2 separate regions of the Sus scrofa genome follow, and region 2 is linked to region 1. Evidence: chromatin contacts called from public Hi-C data. All regions are on one chromosome and are shown on one strand. Each heading gives the region's core, a stretch centred on a gene start, on an enhancer-like site or on the middle of the called end of the contact. The rest is flanking DNA. Distances are from core to core; before and after follow the strand shown. Region 1 holds the start of ZFP36 (zinc finger protein 36, C3H type, homolog (mouse)). Region 2 holds the start of BLVRB (flavin reductase (NADPH)).

Region 1 (4,733 bases), core at 509-3,008:
CCCAAAACCCCGGCATCGAAGACAGGTGAATCGGATCCCCCCAGGCTGCTGCCACTGCTGGCATATTCGTCAGGATCAGATCCCAGGGAGTGTGCAGAGGGGCTCCGAGGCAGGCCACCCAAGGGCCCCCAGATGCTGCTGGGAGTGGCCCTTCGGCAGGACGGGCAACAGGCCGGGGTGGGGTCCCTTCGGGCCACAGGGGTCCCAGGGGCAGCAGAGAAGGCAGAAGGTGAAAGTGGAAGGTCCCCAGGTGGTGGTGGTGGGGAGCTGGAGGGCGAGAAGGAGCATGAGGACAGGGAAGGGCCTGCTAGGCCGGGTGGTGGTGGCGAGGTTCGGCGACCGGAGGGCAGGCCTGAGAAGCTGATACTCTGGCGCAGCACATGCGGGTGACCGGGGGCAGCCAGGTCTTCGCTGGGGTTGTGGATGAAGTGGCAGCGAGAGCCGTAGGGGCAGCGGCCCTGGAGGTAGAACTTGTGGCAGAGTTCCGTCTTGTACTTGGGGTGGCGGCTGGCCTGGCGCAGCTCGCCCAGGCCATGGGCAAACTGGCACTTGGCCCCATAGCGGCAGCGCCCGCTCTCTGAGAAAGTCCGACATAACTCAGTCTTGTAGCGGGAGGAGGTGGTGGGGGTCGAAGTTGGCGAGGTGGGTGAGGGCGACAGTTCAGGGCCTGGGCGGGGAGCCAAGGGTGCAAAGCCTGGGGGTGGGGGCACCCAGCCGCAGCTGCGACCTTCCACCAAGCTGGTGGAGCGACCAGGTAGGCGGGCAGCGACCCCAGCCGGGCTGGAATCGGATGAGTTGAGGCTCCACAGTCCCGCGGTGGCCCAGCCCGGGCTGGACTCAGTCTCTCCGTGGTCGGAGGATGGCAGGTCAGGGCTCAGCGACAGGAGGCTCTGTGGGAACAGGGATGGGTTAAGACACCGAAAATACAGGGTGACGCCCCGCCCCCAGCTGCAGAGCACCTAAAAGCTTGCCAGTCCGGTTTGTGGGTTCCTGGCTAGAACTCCACCCGCCCGCAGGAAAAAAATACGGGTTCCGGATCGCAAGAATCTCGATTCGGAGGTTCTGAGTTTATATTCGCGACTTAAGCTCATCCCGAGGGGCCCAGGAATCCCGGCTGCCCGGCAGGATCAAGTCAGGACACACACCGCTGTCTTCCAATTTTAAGCCTCTGGGCCTCTCGGGATCTGACTACACTCATCGGGTTCTCCAGTTTCACAAGTTGGAGACGCGAACAAAGTTAACCCAGGAGTGCGGACCTCTTGGGTTTTAGAGTTCCCAGAGTCGTCCTCTGGGTTAGGGAGTGGGGAAGCAGAAGTCGGCTTCCCCTCTCCGAGACTCTAGCCCCAGAAACGCCTCCGCGCAAAACCGCGCCCTCAGCAACTACTAGGGGTAAGCCAGGTGTGGGGCCATTTCCGCCTCCAGACAGCCCCAGCCTGAGAAAAGCCCTCCAGCTTTCCACTTCCGAAGGCCAGCCCACCCGTGTTTGGGCTGAGACCACAAAGTCACGGGCTCCATTTTCACCTCCAGAGGATCACACTGGTCTGAGAAGAGGCAGGATCCTCCCGGCCGGAGTGCGAAGCGCTAAAGAGCTTAGTTTGAGAAGGGAGCCAGAGTCCCGGGAGGGAGTTTGCGGCGCTAGAGGGTGAGACTTGAGAAAGGAGTCAGGCATGGGGACTCCGGGGTGCAAATCAGCGGGGGCTCACCTCGTAGATGGCGGTGAGATCCATGGCGGCGCAGAGGGCCGAAGGCTGAGGGGCCGGCCAAGAGTGGGAGCGCTGAAGTCAGGCTACAGCGGGGCCCGCACAGTGGCTGCATTTATTCAGCAGGAGGGGGCGTGGCCTCGAGAGGGGCGGGCCTGGGCGGGCGGGGCCAGGAGGGGCGCTTCCCGGACGCACCGCCCCAGCACAGCCCGCCCGGCCCAGGACCAGTCCCCTTCCGCCCGGCTGCGGGCCGGGACTTGCCTGATCCGGGTCCGCGGGCGATCGCGACCCCGCGGGGAGTGTGTGGGGTGAGGGGTGTCGGCCCAGTTTTCAAAGCTGGAGCCTGAGGCGCGGAGAAGGGAACTGGGACAGAGGTGGGGGCGGGGCAGGGCCCCTGGGGGAATTGACCGGGGCAGAGGCCAACGGACGGGGGCGGGGAGAGGCCCACTGAGTGCAAAAGACAGAAATGGAGGGAGGCAAAAAGACAAACACTGGGAGACAGACAGACACACACACACAGAGACGCACACAGAGGGGAGACGGGTACAGAGAGGGAGAGGGGGTAGAGAGAAGGAAGGTGGGGAGGCAGAGATAGAAAAGACGAGATATAGACGGTCCCAGACGGCAAATTCAGAGCAAGAAGTGGGGGGGGGGCACATAAAGAAACAGAGAAAAAGGGAGAAGGGAGGGGGGGAGAAATAAACATCCACAAACAGAAATTCTCAGGAGCAAGATGAAGAGACCAATAGGCCCGATGGAGAATTCTTTTGAGACCTGCCAGCCTGACATGGTCTCGCTCCCAAATTATCCAGGTCCCAAGACCTGTACCGCCCCACTCACGAGGGTAGGAGGAGCGCTGCCCCGACACCTGGCTGGAAAGGGGCCTCTTTCCCCAGTTCCAGGGCTTCTGTGACCTCTCACCCTCAAATATATAATGGCAATTCTAACCGCTACCTCTGGGTTAGGCATGAAAGTGCTTTACGTACATTAACTCAAGGAGGTATTATGCCCATTTTCTACACAAGGAAACCCAGGCACAGAGAGGCCAAGTTATTCTCCAATTAGTAAATGACAACAGCTTAATAACAGGGCCTTGAATTATGTTACGAGTTTGCACTCCGAGAAGCTCAAGATAGGAAAAGGTTGGAGATCTCTTGTTATGGTGGAGGGTTTTCTTGGTGGAAAGCCGTCTGGAGGTGGAAAAAGTGGGTCATCATCAGCTAATAGTCGGATGGGTCTCAAGAAAAAGGGACGTGCCTTGAGAGAACGCTAAATTTGCACAAATCACTCCCCCTATTGGCAAATTTTTTACTGTCAAGGGGTTGCCCTGCATGAAGCTCAAGATAAGGAGAAAAAACTAATTTTTAAAGGGGGTCTTGGTGAGCTGGCTGCCCTGAGTGAAAATAAGAGGGGTAGAAAGAAATCATTGCCACGCAGTTATCATGGTGGAAAGTTCATTCTTGCAGGCTGCCCCTGCAGACCGCGGGTTTGTATTGAGGTGGGGAGATTCTGCTAGGCACGCCGACTAGCTCGGCCGACAGAGCTCGGGGGAATCCCTGGTGCGGCGCCTTCTGGGGCCGAGGGGCCTTCCTGGCCGGTCCCGTGAGCTGGGAGTCTGCGGGCGGCTCTGGCACGGTTGCAGCCTCCCTCTCGCCTGTGACTCACTCGCAAGGGGCGGGGGAGGAGGGGGGCTTCCTGGAAGCCGTGACGAGGAGGCTCGGCCCGGACGCCCGGGTTCCTCTCTGTAACCAGGGCTTCTGTAGCCTGTAAACAGAGGCTTGAGGACTACGGGAAAAGGGGGAAAGGGGAGGTGCCTGGCACCCGCCGCCCGTTTGTGCTCCAAATCCCTGTGTCGCTAGTACGGCTCAGGCGGCGGGAGCACGAGAGGTGGGGGGCACCCTGGAGTCCCCGGTGTCCGGCTCGGCTCTGGCAGCGATCCCGATGGAGGGATCCCAGTTTCGATTCCCTGGAGACAGGGAACATTTCCCATCCTTGAGTCAGGATGACCCCCTCCCCTCTCCCATCTGCTGAGTCATCGGCCCGAGAACCAGGTCGCTCTGATTGGGCGACTCTCGCAGAGGCTGGAGGGGCCTCTGCGCGTTGAAGGACGGACCACCCATCGAAACACTGACGCGGGGTTGTGGTCGGGAACCAAACCGGGGCCTCGGCCCCGGCTTGCTCAGCACTAGGGGTCCAGGTCGCTAAGCAGCCTCCAAGCTTAGACCCTGGAGACCCAGCCCCCAGCCCCCTGCTTCATCAGACCCAGGAGTCCGAGCCCCCAGCCTCTCCTCCCTCCGATTTAGGAGTCTAGCTCCCACCTCCCATCCCCCTCCCCCGCCCCGTCCAGGCCTCCGGCTTCCCAGCCCTGGAGGAAGTTCAAGGCTGGACTCCGCCCCGCTCCCCACGTAGCCAGCGGGAAAATCCGTGGCTCTGGCGAAGGCCGGGAATCCCCTCTGGAATGACGGTGGGGAAGGGACGGCCGGGGTCCCCCGCGGGGCGCAGGGGGGGTAGGTCCCGCGCGGGCAGACCTAGGGGGAAAGGGGCGGAAACCAGAGAGGCTAAAAATACTGCGAGCGCTTCCGGCCTAGGGGGGAGGGGAACGGAGAGCAGAGTTTCCAGAAAAACAAGCGGGGACGGGAAACGCGGGGGTGTGAGAGCCGGTGCGAGTGCGCGGGCGAGCTGGGGGCCGTGTACTCGCGGCACGTGTGCCAGGGCCGCGCGTGTGCTCGGCGTGATTGAGCGGGCGCGGCCGGTCAGGCGGCGCGTGTACCACACTGTGAACAGCGTGTGCACCGCAGGCGTGCAGGGGGGGCTCCCTGGCTTGCCTGGGTGTGCGGTTGGGAAGGAGGTGTGGGACCCTGGTGCTCCCACGTTCCTGTGTGAAGGTTGTGTCCTCACAACCCGCCTGACACAGCCCCAAGAGGAAACGCGTGAGGCCGCCTCTGCAGGTGTGATTGACCCCACTGTTTACTCCAACCGTCCCTGGGCTGGGAGAGTGTACTCAGCTGTGACTGTCTTTGAAGTCGCCTCGGT
Region 2 (4,277 bases), core at 1,700-4,199, 660 kb before region 1:
TTGCATGTTTTTGCTTGTGCTTGACCTGTGGCCATGAGAACAACACTGCTCAGCTAGTCCATGTCCGAGGCCCTCATCACAGCCAAGACCAGCCAAGACAACCAACATCCCCCTTCCCATCCCAACTTGTGCATCAGCTCAGATGAGCCCAGCCCAAGTCACTGACTTCAGACTTGAGGCGAAATATATGCTTAGTGTTTTAAGACACTGAGTTTGGGGGTGGTTTCTCATGCAGCATTATTGTGGCAATAACTACCTGACACACTGAACACTGTCTGATTCCAGAGCCATGTTCTAGAACACTGCCAGATTGTAAATATGAAATTTAAGGGGGTGGGAGACATTAGATTCATCTCCTCCACCCTCTGGGACCCCAGGCCTGATTCTAAGACTAAGAAAGAGGGGAATTTGGAGGAGGTGAATGTCCCCCTTCTCAAAATATCCAGACAGTTGCCACCCCACCAGATTTTTAGGGAGGCAAGGTCTAGGTCTTGGTCAGTGTAGTGGAGATTGTCCCTTTCGGTGGACTCTCCGGAATCCAAAATTATTCTTCCCTTCTTCCCTGGAAAGCTGGAAGTGGGCACATGGTTACTCACCACCTGTGTGACCTTGGCCAAGGCACTTCCCCTCTCTGGGCCTCAGTTTGTTCATCTGTAAAATGGTAATAATAGTGCCCATTTCCTAGGGGCGTTTGAAGATGAGAGCATTACTAATGCAGGGAACATGGTATCTAGTACACAGCAAGCCCCCGATTCAGGGGCCTTGCTATTATTATCCATCCTCTAGTCACATATCTTAGCAATTAAAGTGTCTGTGCTGGAGTCAGACAGAAATGAGTTCAAGCCCTGCTTTATTCTTTCTGTATCTTTAAGCCCCATCATTTTTGACTTGGCTTCTCTGTGCCTCAGTTTCCCTCCCTGTCAAATGGTGAGCACAGCTGTTTCCTCCATGGAGGGTACTTGGGAGATGGAGAGACACTTAGCACTTTGGGAGCTCTCAGGCCCGCGAGGAACAGCCTTGGCCATTACGTGATTCAACAGAGAAGGAAGGGAGAAGGCGGTGGGGGAGGTGGACGGGGGTGTCCAGCAGCCCCAGGAAAGCCTGGCCCGGTGCGAAGCTGGGGATGGGACCTGGAAGCGGATGCTTTAACCCTTCCAAGGCCGCGCCTCTCTCTCCCTGCAGTCCAGTCACCGTCCTCAAGGAGGGGGCCTGGGAAGGACAAGGCTTGGGTGGAAGACCCACGCACGGCGCGGAGGCTGGACGGGGTTGAGGGCTGGGGGCTCCCTCTGCCATTGACCCTCCACCTCCCCCAGCCGTGGAGACCCTGAGGGGTCAGGCCAAGCCCAGCGTGCGCGGGGAAGGGATGCTCGGGCAGGTGGGGAGATGCCGGAGGGAGGGACTATCCGCCCCCACGCCACCGCTCACCTGGGCCCGCGGCGGCCGGTGCCGCTGTCCCCGCTGCTGGCAGTGCCCGACTGCCCTCCCTGTTGGTGTCCGCGGCCCGGCCCGGCCCGGCCCGGCCCGGCTCTGCTCGGCCCCACCAGCCCCGCCGCTCGGCCAGATCCGCATGCGCCGCCGCCGCCGCCGGCGCGCCTCCTCCGGCTCGCGCGGCCGTCGCGCTCGGCGCGCCCCCGGACCCCCTCCCGCCCGCGGTCTCCCGCCAACCCCGGCCGCCCGCGGCGCTGGCCCACGCGCGGTCACACACCCGGCCACAGCGTGCGCTGCACAGCTGCAGGGGCCGGTGGTAGCGTCACACACACACATTCCCACGGGGTCGCACACTCCCACACGGCCACACACATACGGGGTCACATACAGCGTCACAAATACTATTCATATCCACACGCTCACGCTGTTACCCCCTTACATGGGGTCACGCAGGGTCAAATATTCAAACTGTCTCACGCAGTCACAAGCTCACACGAAGTCGCGCCCTGGAACAGTGCCCGACAGCGTCACACACTGTAGAACACTCGAATAGTGCCACCACCATTCACTTGGAGTCATATACAAACACACATATGTCACACACTAACATGGGGTCACAAAGAGTGTCATACACATCACACACAGCTTCACCATCACACAGTGTCACACACTTTTTCACACTCAAACTTGTCACATCAGTTGCACACTCACATGAAGGTCACACATCCTGCACCGTCACACTCATACATCACATAGAGTTCACAAATAGAAACACAACAGTAACACCCACAGCCACACTCAAATGGTGTCAGTGTCACACACCTCACATGACACATGCAGTGTCACACACTGTCACACTCTGAGTCACATACTCGCATGTAACACATCGCACACGTGTTCCACACTCACACAATATACCCCAGAGTCATGGATGCACACAGCATCACAGACTGACACACTGTCACTTAGTGACACTACAAGGTCACACAATAACTTGCCACACGTAGCGTCACACAGTCTCACACTGTAATAAGGTGTTGTACACAGCAGATGGCACATGGTGTCACCCACAATTATGGTCTCCCTTGGGGTTGTTTACAGAGACACTCAGGGTCACATGGGCTCACAGACACGCAGTTACACAGTGTCACACCCACACCGTCCTCCCTCCCTTTCTTCCCTTGCAACCTCGAGGAGGCCCTGGGGCTTAGTGTGAATCTCCGATCTGCCTTGTGGCCCAGAGAGAAGGGGCGTGAGTGAGGAGAGAGCGGTGGGCGTGGCCCGAGCTCGCCCCGCCTCCCCCTGGGAGGCTGGAGCGCGGAGGCGGAGCCCCGGGGCCACTTGAATCGATGGCCGGATACAGCCACGCCTCCCAGTCTAAGTGGCGGGCCCAGAGGGCGGTGCTGGCCCGCCCCGCCCACCCTATTCTTAGCTGGAGGCGTGGCCTTTTGGACTCGCTCCTCAGCCTAAGCCTGAGGCTGGAGGTGGGCTGAGGCGTGGCCCTCGGGGCGGCCCCGCCCCGTTCCTCCCGCTAGGGAAGGACGCAGAGGGCGGCCCAGCAGCCAGTCGGTTCCCGCGCGTCCTGTGACTCCGCGGCCTCGCAACCCTACGTCCCTGCAGCATGTCTGTCAAGAAGATTGCGATCTTCGGCGCCACTGGCAGAACCGGGCTCACCACCCTGGCGCAGGCGGTGCAAGCAGGCATGAGCTGGGGCGGGCATGGGATGTCACCGGGTGCAGGGCCAGAACTTTAGGAAGGGACATCATGGGACCCGGTGTGCCTTGGTGTGTGAGGACTCAGGGGCAAAGCAAGTGGCCACGGGGGCAGAGGTTGGGGACAGTATGAGGTCCAATTTTATGTGAGTCCAAGGGAAAGGAATTGGCCCTGGGAGGCTAGGGGACTGTGGTGACAAGTTTAAATCCAATGCTCTTATGAAATGCTGTTATGGTGGTGGTGGTGGTGATGGTGGTGGTGGTGGTGGTGGTGGTGGTGGTGGTGGGCGGTAGTGGTTTGCACACCCAGCAAGGGCTTAACTAAGCCAGGCATGGGACTCCCAGCTCTGCCTTCTCTTCATTTGTATTAAATAGTCCCAGCTCTCAGGTGAGATGGGAACTAGTATCACCTCACTTGACAGATGAGAAAACTGAGGCCCAGAGAGTGACTTGTCCACTGTCACCCAGCCAGAAAGTGGCAGTGTTGTTATTTGTACCCAGCACATGCTCTCAGCTGCTAAAAGTTCTTGGTTTGGACACCAAGGCTTAAAGTTCAAGAGGCTGGGGAGTGTGTTGCCGTGAGCACCTGATGGAAGGTAGGTCACTGAAGACTTGGGGACACTGGTCCTAGGAAAGCCAACGAGGGCTGAAAATATGGAGTTGCTCCAGGAAAGGGGATAAGCCATCCCCTGCCCCCACCTTGCAGAGTTCACCAACCCCCAGTGGAGGCTGGCTCTTCCAGATAAACGGTCCCACCCTTGCTGGTCTTGGTGATGCTGAAGATATTGACTATCTGGGTGCCCCCAAAGGGTGGAGGCTGCCAGGATCCTACTCTCAGCTGTCTCCTAGCCCAGCTCTCCCTTGCAGGGACTCTGCCTGAAAGTTCCCCATTAGGCCTGCAGCTCTCCCCCTTCCCCAGGAAGACCTAGGGAGGATCTTGACTTGTGGGGAGAGGGGAAACAAATTTGCTGATACACGTTTCTAGAGGAGGAAGTAGAGGACGAAGTTGAAAGGTGCTGAGTCACCCTGATGATCCAGATTTCCACGTGACTACCTCTCCCTTAAACCAGGATTCTGTGGAATTTCATTTATCCACACTGCTGGTCACAGCCGGAACTACACCTGCCTTCTCAGTGA

Evidence for each region. Hi-C and Micro-C count contacts between places; a contact is called where the count stands out from the background.
Region 2: a contact with region 1 is called in a Hi-C map of liver, with 4 times the contacts expected there. The contact joins the promoter of BLVRB here to the promoter of ZFP36 in region 1. A contact is called at or near these places in 1 of 47 Hi-C or Micro-C datasets (liver) and 1 of 2 datasets of contacts at active chromatin or transcription factors (alveolar macrophages).

Annotation. Positions count from the first base shown.
Region 1 is chr6:48,060,757-48,065,489 of Sscrofa11.1, reverse strand. ZFP36 (zinc finger protein 36, C3H type, homolog (mouse)) reads right to left here and starts at 1,758. Exons shown (of 2, transcript NM_001168419.1): 1 at 1,704-1,758; 2 at 1-890. The coding sequence starts at 1,727.
Region 2 is chr6:48,727,105-48,731,381 of Sscrofa11.1, reverse strand. BLVRB (flavin reductase (NADPH)) reads left to right here and starts at 2,949. Exons shown (of 5, transcript XM_003355917.4): 1 at 2,949-3,128. The coding sequence starts at 3,050. It overlaps SPTBN4 (spectrin beta chain, non-erythrocytic 4), which reads right to left and starts at 1,543. Exons shown (of 36, transcript XM_021094394.1): 1 at 1,426-1,543.